Linked DNA regions of Mus musculus: all the other regions are linked to region 2. A link is a contact called in public HiChIP or PLAC-seq and promoter capture Hi-C data. All regions are on one chromosome and are shown on one strand. The core of a region is the stretch at or near the end of the contact, and the rest is flanking DNA. Distances in the headings are between cores, read along the strand shown. Region 1 holds the start of Trpv4 (transient receptor potential cation channel, subfamily V, member 4). Region 2 holds the start of Pop5 (processing of precursor 5, ribonuclease P/MRP family (S. cerevisiae)). Region 3 holds the start of Gltp (glycolipid transfer protein).

The links. HiChIP or PLAC-seq counts read pairs in DNA pulled down with a chosen protein or histone mark. Capture Hi-C pulls out chosen DNA fragments and counts their contacts.
Region 1: a promoter capture Hi-C map of adipose tissue shows a contact between it and region 2, with 2.4 times the contacts expected there. The contact joins the promoter of Trpv4 here to the promoter of Pop5 in region 2. A contact is called at or near these places in 1 of 15 datasets of contacts at CTCF or cohesin (large pre-B cells), 2 of 115 datasets of contacts at active chromatin or transcription factors (memory CD8 T cells and pancreatic cancer cells) and 3 of 9 other capture datasets (adipose tissue, embryonic stem cells and liver).
Region 3: an H3K27ac HiChIP or PLAC-seq map of embryonic stem cells shows a contact between it and region 2, with 2.9 times the contacts expected there. The contact joins the promoter of Gltp here to the promoter of Pop5 in region 2. A contact is called at or near these places in 1 of 39 promoter capture datasets (pre-B cells), 3 of 15 datasets of contacts at CTCF or cohesin (the NIH/3T3 cell line, embryonic stem cells and large pre-B cells), 6 of 484 Hi-C or Micro-C datasets (B cells, the G1E-ER4 cell line, muscle stem cells and 3 more), 8 of 115 datasets of contacts at active chromatin or transcription factors (the SCID.adh cell line, T-cell acute lymphoblastic leukemia, bone marrow-derived macrophages and 4 more) and 2 of 9 other capture datasets (adipose tissue and liver).

Annotation. Positions count from the first base shown.
Region 1 is chr5:114,656,694-114,659,995 of GRCm38.p6, forward strand. Trpv4 (transient receptor potential cation channel, subfamily V, member 4) reads right to left here and starts at 1,728. Exons shown (of 16, transcript NM_022017.3): 1 at 1,649-1,728.
Region 2 is chr5:115,234,081-115,237,435 of GRCm38.p6, forward strand. Pop5 (processing of precursor 5, ribonuclease P/MRP family (S. cerevisiae)) reads left to right here and starts at 1,771. Exons shown (of 6, transcript NM_026398.4): 1 at 1,771-1,804.
Region 3 is chr5:114,689,572-114,692,981 of GRCm38.p6, forward strand. Gltp (glycolipid transfer protein) reads right to left here and starts at 1,364. Exons shown (of 5, transcript NM_019821.2): 1 at 1,188-1,364. The coding sequence starts at 1,290.

The DNA of each region.
Region 1 (3,302 bases), core at 478-2,977, 580 kb before region 2:
AACTAGGCCAATCTCAATCTAAGGGGCCAGCATCCTGTGGTACCGAGCTTCCAAGAAGCCCCTACTGGGGACAGGGAAGCAGGTGAGGGCCAGAAGAGGAGGAGGCCTTCCTTCTTGGACATACGGCATCTGGATTTCCTCGAAAGTCCAGGCACCTTCTCGGGGCTCAGAGGAATCCTCCACCCAGGCACACCTCAGACTCCAGTGGATCTCACACAAATGTCCTCTGATGCCACCATCCCTTCTGGCTTCAAAGAGAGTCTGAGCAAAGCCAAGAAGGATGTTTGCCAATTGTGGGGAGCCCCTGCTCCCAGAGATGTCCGAAAAAATCAAGAAGGAGGGGGGAGGTCTCCCTTGGTCTTCTCTACAGCAGACAGGAGGAAGGCATTAAAACGGCCTTTTCGCCAGGCAGTGGTGGTGCATGCCTTTAATCCCAGCACTTGGGAGGCAGAGGCGGGTAGATTTCTGAGTTTGAGGCCACACTGGTCTACAAAGTGAGTTCCAGGACAGCCAGGACTGCACAGAGAAACCCTGTCTCGAAAAAAACCAATAAATAAATACATACATAAATAAATGCATAAATAAATAAAATAAAATGGCCCTTTCCTATTCTCTGTCAAGACAGTGTGGAAATGGAATGGCCAGCTCAAACTGCTGCGGCAAACCCCTCCAGGGCTCCCTCAACAGCCCCAGAATGTGTTCCCATAACAATATTAAAGAAGTACTGCGGTTCAGGCAGCTAGGGGACTAGACCAAGGTCACACCGCAGAGGAGGGCAGAGCATGCCCAGAGTCCACCCAGACTGTGCTCCTAACATAGTGATGACTGACAGACACCTCACCTTGGGCAGCACCAGGCCTGAGCTGTCCCCACATGGCCAACAGCCAAGGCATTCGGGCTCAGCTCTGCCAGGATTTCTTACCTCGCTGAACAAAGATCACATGCGATGTGCGCTCAGAAGTACAAGGTTCGTGCCACCCCCTCCCCAGTCCGGGCTGAGGACTTCATCCCTCGGTACTTCCTAACCCGGGCTGTGGACAGGCCAGTGGGGAGGGTTTTCAAAGCAGCCAGCCAGCGCCCAGGTTTCAGCTCACTAGGCTCCATCCTTACCCCCAAGCCTGGGTTTCTTCATCTACACAGGGGACGGGGCACGGCTGGGCTGGGCCCTTCTGGAATGGAAGACAGTCCCAAGGGAGTCTGAAGTTGGATTTTTCAGTCAAATGGGGAGTTTGGAAATCTCTTCCTGTCCTAGGAGGCCACTTCGAGTCTCCAGGGTAAAACTAAGGTTAAAGTTTTGCATCCTCTCCCCGGCGGGGCCATCTCTCTGAAACTCCAAAAAGCAGCCCTGGAAGCTGCGGGCGCGCAGTTCCCTCCCACGCGCCCATCCCTGCCACGCGCCCTACCTAAGTGGAGCTGGTCCGGGGTAGGTGGCCGCCCCTGGCCTTTGGTTTCGGGACTCGGGTCTAGGTGACCTAGATCTGCACCACACTCCCCCAATCCCAGGTCGGCGCCCAATCCACAGGTGACTTTCGTGGTGGCGTCGCCTCCCGCTATCCCGCGCGCGGCGGGGACGGCGAACCTCGAACCCCGTCATTGGGAGGGGTCGCGAGGAACTCGCGGATCCCTTCCCCGGAGCAGCCCCACTCACCTCAGGACGCGGGCGCAGCGCCGCCGCTTCCTGATCCCTCCGGCCGCGTCCTCCTCCTGCTGCGCTTCGGCCGCGCCGCCCCGCGGGGTCCCGCCCACCCGCGCCCGCCCACCCCAGGGTCCTCCCCGGCCTGCGCGCCGCCACCTGGCTCGGTGCCTCGCTCTTCCATTCATCCCTGGTTCCTGCGCCCAGGCCGTCGCCTGCCCAGCCCGGGAACCCGCTTGCCCGGCAGCTCACACCCATCAAAGGCTGGTAGAAAAAAGCCCGCGAGGCACACCGGGCACTGGAGAGGACTCCCCGCCACCCACCCACACACTACCCACCAAGCCACGGCTCTCCTTAAGTCTGAACCTCAGAGTCTCCATTCTGAACCTCCACCTATAGCCATCATCCGGAAGATGCTAGGGGCACCAGGTCTTTACAGAGCCCCTAACATCACCGTTCCTTTTCCTAGGCTGGGTGGGGGACTGCCTTGGTGAGCCTAGCGACTTCCTTGCGGTCCTTGTTCAGCCTGCCCGCAGCACAGTACTAGGGATGACCAGCCTGGGCAAACAGCAGGCCGGGGGGTGGGGTTGGGGGTGGGGTGTAGAAAGAAGGATTGAAGGGGCCTAAATAAAAACCAACATGGCGACCAACTTAAATCTTAATAGCTAACTCACTAATTAAGCTGTGTGTTTGGAGCGGGGTGGCATTGGCAAGTAAACCTCTTTTAACTGAGCCTGAGGTGAGCTGGGCCCACTTACAGTTGGGAAACAGGCCTGGATAGGAGGGTGGGCCTCCGCAAGCCACTGCCTTGGGGTGGGGAAAGAACATCGCTATTTGGGTGGCCGTGGTCTCCAGCAGAGTGAGCTGGCAGCTGTCTGGCAGCCGTGAGGGGGTGTGCGCGATGCCCCCTTACCTCCCCGACAGGAAGCCTGAAGCTCAGGCCTTTCACACCTGAAGTTGGGGCTGAACGGAGGCTGAGGCATCCATCAAAGAGGCTGACTTGTTCTTCAGGGTGGGGAGGAAAGAACCCTCAGCACTTAGTTGCCTTGCTCACCCAGTCCCATCTCACAGACTGGGAAACTGAGGCTCCCATGCAAAAGAGACTGTGGCTCGGCCTAGGAGGCTGGTGATTGACAGCTACAAGGACACCCGGATAAAAATTCTGCCCTGCCACAGATTAGGTAATGCCCCTACGTGGATGCTTGGGGTTCTTCAAGAGGACCCTGAATCTAGTCAACAGGGCCAACACCTGGGCTTAGCAGATGCTTTTACAAGCTTGGGTTGAGGGCCCTGGCCTGGGAGATGGCTCAGTTTGGTAAAGTGCCTGCCGGGTAAACTCGAGGCCTTGAGTTCAGCCACCAGAATCCAGATTTTAAAAAATCCCCAATGTGGTTCCACACATTCACGATCTCAGTGCTAAGAAAGTAGGGGCAGGCAGATCCCGGGGGCTCAGAGACCCTGCCAAAACACAGCGTGGATGACCCTGAGAAACTCCTAAGGTCGACCCTCTGGCTTCCTTCCGCATCCCACACACCAAGAGCTGGTTGAACAAGGTATGCCATCCTGACACTGGGATGGCTGAGGCCAACCTGGGCTACACAGCAAGAGTCTGATGGATAGAGCCTGGGTTAGTAGAACCCAGACCTGTGAAGTTCTTGTTCACTGGGTA
Region 2 (3,355 bases), core at 521-3,020:
TGGAGAAGGAACACTAATGTAAATAAAAATTGTTTAAAAAAATTAAAAAACAAGGGCTGGAGCGATGGCTCAGCGGTCAAGAGCACTGACTGTTCTTCCAGAGGTCCTGAGTTCAAATCCCAGCAACCACATGGTGGCTCACAACCATCTGTAATTCGATCTGATGCCTCTTCAGGTGTATCTGAAGACAGCTACAGTGTACTTACATATAATAAATAAATAAATCTTTGAGCCGGAGCGAGAAGGAAGCAAAGATTTAAAAAATTTTTTAAAAACAAGACATCATGTATATTTAAGAGGCATTTAACTATACAAATTATTTTAATGACTTAAAAAAATAAAAACAAACAAACAATCCAAAGGGAAAAAGAAACAAGTAACTAGGCTTAAGGATAGACTTAGAGGCGCACAGGGTAGTGGCTGCTTAAGGATAGACTTAGAGGCACACAAGGCACACAGTGGCTGCTGGGAAAACAGCCACGCAGGTTCAAGTGTCCTGGGCCAGCATCCTGTGTGGCTGCAGCATCTAGACTCTTTAAAAGAGACTCCCGCGATGCCAATGTGCCTGAGAAAGCATCAGGGCTGGGGGTGTATCTTGGCAGCAGAACCCTTGCCTAAGCACCCACAACATATTCCCCAGGACCTCAAAATAAAAGCACCCTAAAACTGGGCCTAGTAGTTCATGCCTTTCATCCCAGCCCCCCAGGAGGCAGAGATGGGTGGACCTTCCATGAGTTTTAAGGATAACAGGATCTACATAATGCCACACACACCTCCTGCCTCCTGCCGCTCCCATGTAATTAAATTTATTTAGGAGGAGGCACGTGTACACATACGGAGGTCGGAGAACACCTTTCTAGGGCTTCCTATGCCAGTCCCTGAGATCCAACTCAGATCTTGATCAGGGCTTGACCGCAAGCTCCCTTCCCCATCGTCTCACCTGACCCCTGATTGATCATTTTAGCAACTATCCCAACCTCTTCTTAGACAGTTATCTAAACTTTTAGTCTGATAACGGTTTCGTTAGTTGTTTCAAAGTAGGTTTTTGGAAGGCGTAGCCGGAGCTAACCTTTTGGGCCAGCAACGTAGCAGTGGGGGCCGACAAACCCAAAGTGTGGGGGGGGACCCCCAAACGCCCACTCACCCTGATCCGGCCCACGCACACCTGACCATCTGACCTGGGCTAGGCCCAGTCTTTCCATAACCACGGTAATAAATAGTAAGCGAAACCACCCCAGGATACAGGATGAGGGCGGTGGGTGATGAATGGGCTCGACGACGCACAGGTTTGGGCTCAGCGGGGATTAGGCTCCATCCCCGCGTGAGTCATGCCTGCGTAGGTCCGCCTCTCTAAGCCTCAGCCCCTTCCTCCGCCTGACGCCGGCCCACGACTCCCGCCCCCGCGCGGCGGGGACCCGGGTGATTGCAAACAGCCGCCGGCCTCATTAGGAGACGTGTAATTAGCGGCTGGCGGAGCCGAGGGCGGGGGCTAATTACCACCGGGAGAGGCTGCGACGACACGTCGCCGCCGCCGGCCCACCGGGAGGCGTCTGGCCCGCACTTCCCGGCTGGCCCGGATCAGGGTGCTTCCTCTGGGTGACAGCCGCTCGCCGTTGTTTGTTTATTAGGCACCCGCCCTCCCGTGCCGGTGCAATCCCACCTACACCTCCATCCTAATAATTCTTAATAATCGGAACTAGAAGGGGAAGCTCTGCTTTGGAGACGCGGTGTGGTCCCTGACAGCACCGGGCCGGAGGACGAAGACCGGGGATCCGAACCCACGCCTGTGGCTACGTTACAGCAGGTGGGCAGTGAGCATCGGAGTGGATCCGAGCAGGGAGTTTGGAGACCAATGCTTTCAAGGTTAAATTCTGGGCCTGGGCCCGGACCGCATCTATAAAATGGTCTCAGGGTTAGGATAAAGGCACTGGTGCTATTTTTAGAGAGTGGGGAGTGTGGCGAGCTACACAGTGGGCCTCTGGCACCCCCTACCGGCCGCTGGCTGTGGACGATGATTGCCTCTTGATTGCAATAGTGAATGGCAGTCTGCGAAGGGACATCTGTGGTCCCCTAAAGCTGTGGCTAAGAGAAGACTGAAAACTGATTTCGGATCTTGTAAATAGTCAGCTGTGAAATATAAGTCTTGCTTTACGTTACCACACCTGGCCAGGCGAGGCCATGACAGCTGTACACATAACGGAGGTCCTGAGAACCAACTTCCCAAAGTCGTCCTCTGATCGCCACCTCCGGCCGTGGCAAATACGCACCTCCACATTTCTACAACAAATAAATAAATCTAATTTTCAAAAATGACCCTGCTACAAAGCCAGGCACCAAGAAACCCAGGATAACAAGAAAATCTGTAGACAATGTGTATTAAGGCAATGCTGACCGACTTAGTGGTGCACTTAAAACATGCAATACCGAGCACGTGAGGAATGTCTGTAGCAGCACCGGCGACAGGAAAATAGAGTCAAGCAGCGGACTTACAGGCATGTTGCATGCTTAAAACATATATGTCCAGGCCAAGGCCTGGCAAAACCTATCTCTCCAGAAATGGGGATGATGGCTCCTTCCCACTAAAGGTTTTGGCAAGGGCCTGGGAATTTGGGGAGCACTGAACCTTATCTACATCTTAATAGGGTGGCAGTCACACAAATCCACCTCACTGAGTCACACCATTAAGAATATGCACTTAGGGCTGGTGAGATGGCTCAGTAGGTAGGAGCACCTGACTGCTCTTCTGAAGGTCCGGAGTTCAAATCCCAGCAACCACATGGTGGCTCACAACCATCCGTAATGAGATCTGACTCCATCTTCTGGATTGTCTGAAGACAGCTACACTTACATATAATAATAAATAAATCTTTAAAAAAATATGGACTTAGGGGCTGGAGTGAAGGCTCTTCTGAAGGTCCTGGGTTCAAATCCCACGTGGTGGCTCACAACCATCTGTAATGAGATCTGATGTTCTCTTCTGGTGTGTCTGAAGAAAGCTATAGTGTACTTAGATATAATAATAAATTTTAAAAAAGAATATGCACTTAACATGCAAGATAAATGAAGTGTAGCACACCCCTGTAGTCCTAGTCCTTAGGAGGCTGAGGCAGGATTGCTTTGGGCTCCAAGCTAGCCTTAGGTAGATAGAGTGGGACCCTGTTTTTTTTTTTTTTTTTTTTTTTTGTTTGTTTGTTTTTTAAATGCTGGGCAGTGGTGGCGCAGGCCTTTAATCCCAGCACTCGGGAGGCAGAAGCAGGCGGATTTCTGAGTTCAAGGCCAGCCTGGTCTACAGAGTGAGTTCCAGGACAGCCCGGGCTACAGAAAGAAACGCTGTATCAAAAACCCAACAACAACA
Region 3 (3,410 bases), core at 114-2,613, 540 kb before region 2:
AAAACAACATAATGCTGTCATAAAAACCAAAGCTAACGCCAACAGCTCCCTCTCTCTGGAGATGCAATCTGATCTACAGCTGAGATACAGGCGAAAAAAAGCAGGTCTTAGGCATGCCACGGGTTGACAGAGCACCCACTGGGCAGTGCTGGAGCTTTCTCAGCCTCTGAGAAAGCCTGAGACCTGCTCTCGGGATGCTCCTCCAGGCTGGCGCATTGGGCCCGAAACTAGATTCAAGAACTTCACACAAGTTCCTTTCCACAGCTAACACCCACCCTTCACAGGCTCTCATTTAGTCCCCACCCCCAAACCTGCCATTTCACAGATAGGGACTCCAAGACACAGATCTACATGGCCACACACGCCCTATCCCCACCAGGGGTTGAGTGGGTGCCAGACCTCCTCAGGCTAAGGCGGTTTCAAGGCTCTGTCCAAGTATTTCAACTGGACTCTGTACCCGGGAGCTGGTGTCATCCTGCAAAGTCACCAAGTGAGCTAGCAGGGTAGGGCGCTGGGAGCGTCCCCACCAAGAAGAAAGCTGGGCTCAGGTAGCAGCACCCTCTGTGAACCGCAAGGCAAAGGGCAGGGCAGGAGGCATTAGTTTTCCTTCCACTTTACAACAAGGTCTTAGGCTGGAGGAGGGGCGGGGAGAGAACGCGCCTGAAAGTGGCTTGGGGACTCATTCCAGCGCTCCTGGGAGGTGCTTCAACTTGACATATGGAAGACCGGACTTTTTCCTTTTCGAAAGGGGGTGGGGATCCGAGCTAAGCACCCTGCAGCTGACATCACCCCCACAATCCAGCCCCCTTTCCCAGATGGGGGAAACCCTTTTCATGACTTCCTCTAAAAAGGGCCCTTGAGTTTTGCAGCTCCATCTTCAAGTCCTTGGAGGTGGTGGGGTGGGATGGGGGTGTTCTTTGGTCTGGGATGGGAAGAGGCTGGGGTGGGGGGTAGGGCTTATCGTTCAGAGTGAGGGTGGGGGAGAATTGAGAACCATTCTGAAGGGGGCGGAAAATGAAGCCGGGGATGAAGATGTTAGGCGCAGCCGGAGGGCTGATGAAGCATGCCCACGGTGCAATAGCAAGCGGTGTTTGGGTGCAATGGATGACAGGGAGTTAAGGGCCCGGGTGCATCTGAGGAAGAGGGATCTGGGCAGGTGAGGAGGACTGGCAAAGCCCGGGACTCACCAAAGAAGGGCGGCAGGTGAGCCACAGCCTCCAGGAAGGGCCCGGTCTCGATCTGCCGGTCTGCGGGCAGCGGCTTGAGCAGGTGCTCGGCCAGCAGCGCCATTTCGGGGTCGAGGCCCTTGGTGATGCCCCAGCCCGCGCCGAGGGCGTCCGCGCCCGGGCTGTCGCCGCCCGCCGCCTCCCGGGACGCCAGCGTCGCCACTTCCGCCCGCGCCTCGCAGCGAGCGCCGAGCGCCGCCCGCAGGCCGGAGCCATGGAGCACTCGGCCCCGCCCCTCAGGGGCTCTGCCAATGGGCGCCCACCGCCGCGCCCTTCCGACCAATCGAAGCCCGCCGCCCCCGCAGCCGCCGCGCCATTGGTCTGGAGGCGGGGCTTAGCGGAAGCGCGGGCGTCTTGCACCTGGTGAGCCGCGCCCAGGTTGGGATGCTCTGGCCGGGTTTACAGCTCAAACCCTGACGGGGCCTTGTTTCCCAATCCAGGGTCCTCCAAAGTGCCAGGTTCGCGCCCCACAGCCTACACCCCGGCTCACCTCAGCCACAATGCAGCCTAGCTGCTGCGTCCTGAAACACAGAGCTCAGTGTGTTTAGGGAACACTCCCTAATTCCATGGAGAGATAACAGCCCAAATTCCAAGTGGAGAGCCTGGTACTCCGCCCACACTGAGTATTCAGTAATCCTACTCTGCACTGCTGCTGCTCCGTACTGTGATGGTCACGGAGGATAGAGTGACCATGGCGCTTAAGCAAAGCCTTAAATTGAGGGAGCCGGAGAGCTGTGAGCGGTGCACGGGAAGGGCGAGCAGGGGCTGGGAGTAATTTGGGCAGTGGTGGCGCACGCCTTTAATCCCAGCACTCGGGAGGCAGAGGCAGGTGGATTTCTGAGTTCCAGGACAGCCTGGTCTACAGAGTGAGTTCCAGGACAGCCAGGGATACACAGAGAAACCCTGTTTCGAAAACCAAAAAATAAAGGAAGGAAGGGAGGGAAGAAGGGAGGGAGGGAGGGAGGGAGGGAGGGAGGGAGGGAGGAAGGAAGGAAGGAAGGAAGGAAGGAAGGAAGGAAGGAAGGAAGGAAATTAGTTGTGGTTCATAGTAAGGGCAGTGAGAAGATGTCTAGGGGCCAGAAAAGCATATACTAAATCTTGTTAAATGATTTTAATTTACCCTTTCAGGAGGCAGATGGCAGAAAGATTGACCCAAACTACAGGCATGACCCCAAGAAGTCGCGGGCGGGGAAAGATCCGACCGTCCTTATCTCTTGCATGCCCAGTCACGTTAGATCTCCTACTGATAGGTGCCCAAGCCACCAATTTCAGCTTGTTCCCACCCCACCCAGACTCCCCGCCTCGGGCATCCCAAGATGCAATCTTCCTACAACAGCCTCCCCAGTGTCCCAGCTCTGCCAGAACCCCACCCACCTTTGGGAAGACTCCCTAATTCCATGGAGAGATAACAGCCTGCACTGGGGCCTCTGGCTTCAGAGAGAATCCTGATGGCTCAACCTGCTCCATTCCAGCTGAGACACTCAGAAACCACATGTGACTCGACACAAGAAAGATGGATCTTTTAGATAGTAGCTTGGTGTCCTGAGACAGGTCTTGAAAGTTCACCCATCCATTCATCCTTCCCTTTCTTCATCTCCCCATCCCTCCCTCTCTGCCTCCACCCGTCCATCCACCCGTTTGTCCATCCACCCGTTCGTCCATCCACCCGTTCCTCTACTCATCAGAAAGCACTTGCTCTAGAGTTGACTCCTTTTTTGTTTGTTTGCTTGGGGTTTTTTTTGTTTGTTTGTTTTTGTTTTTTTGAGACAGGGTTTCTCTGTGTAGCCCTGGTTGTCCTGGAACTCACTTTGTAGACCAGGCTGGCCTCAAACTCAGAAATCTGCCTGCCTCTGCCTCCCAAGTGCTGGGGTTAAAGGCCTGCGCCATCAAGCCTGGTTTAGTTCTATTTTTCTTGAGACGGGTATTATTGTATGTTACACTGGAACCCCTGCACATCCCCTACACAAGCTGAGAAACCCCATCTTTCCTCCTTCCTCCAACCCCTCCCACCCAGATGAAACTCCCCCTCTACCCTGTCCCCCCATGCCCCACGCCTGCTTGGAAAAAGCTCAGGGCTAATATCTCTCCATCTCTCCATTTCCACCAACCTACCCAAGAGTGCCCGCCCAGGGGCTCAGTTTCTGACCATGTATGATCACCATCAGAGCTCCTAACTGGTGGTCA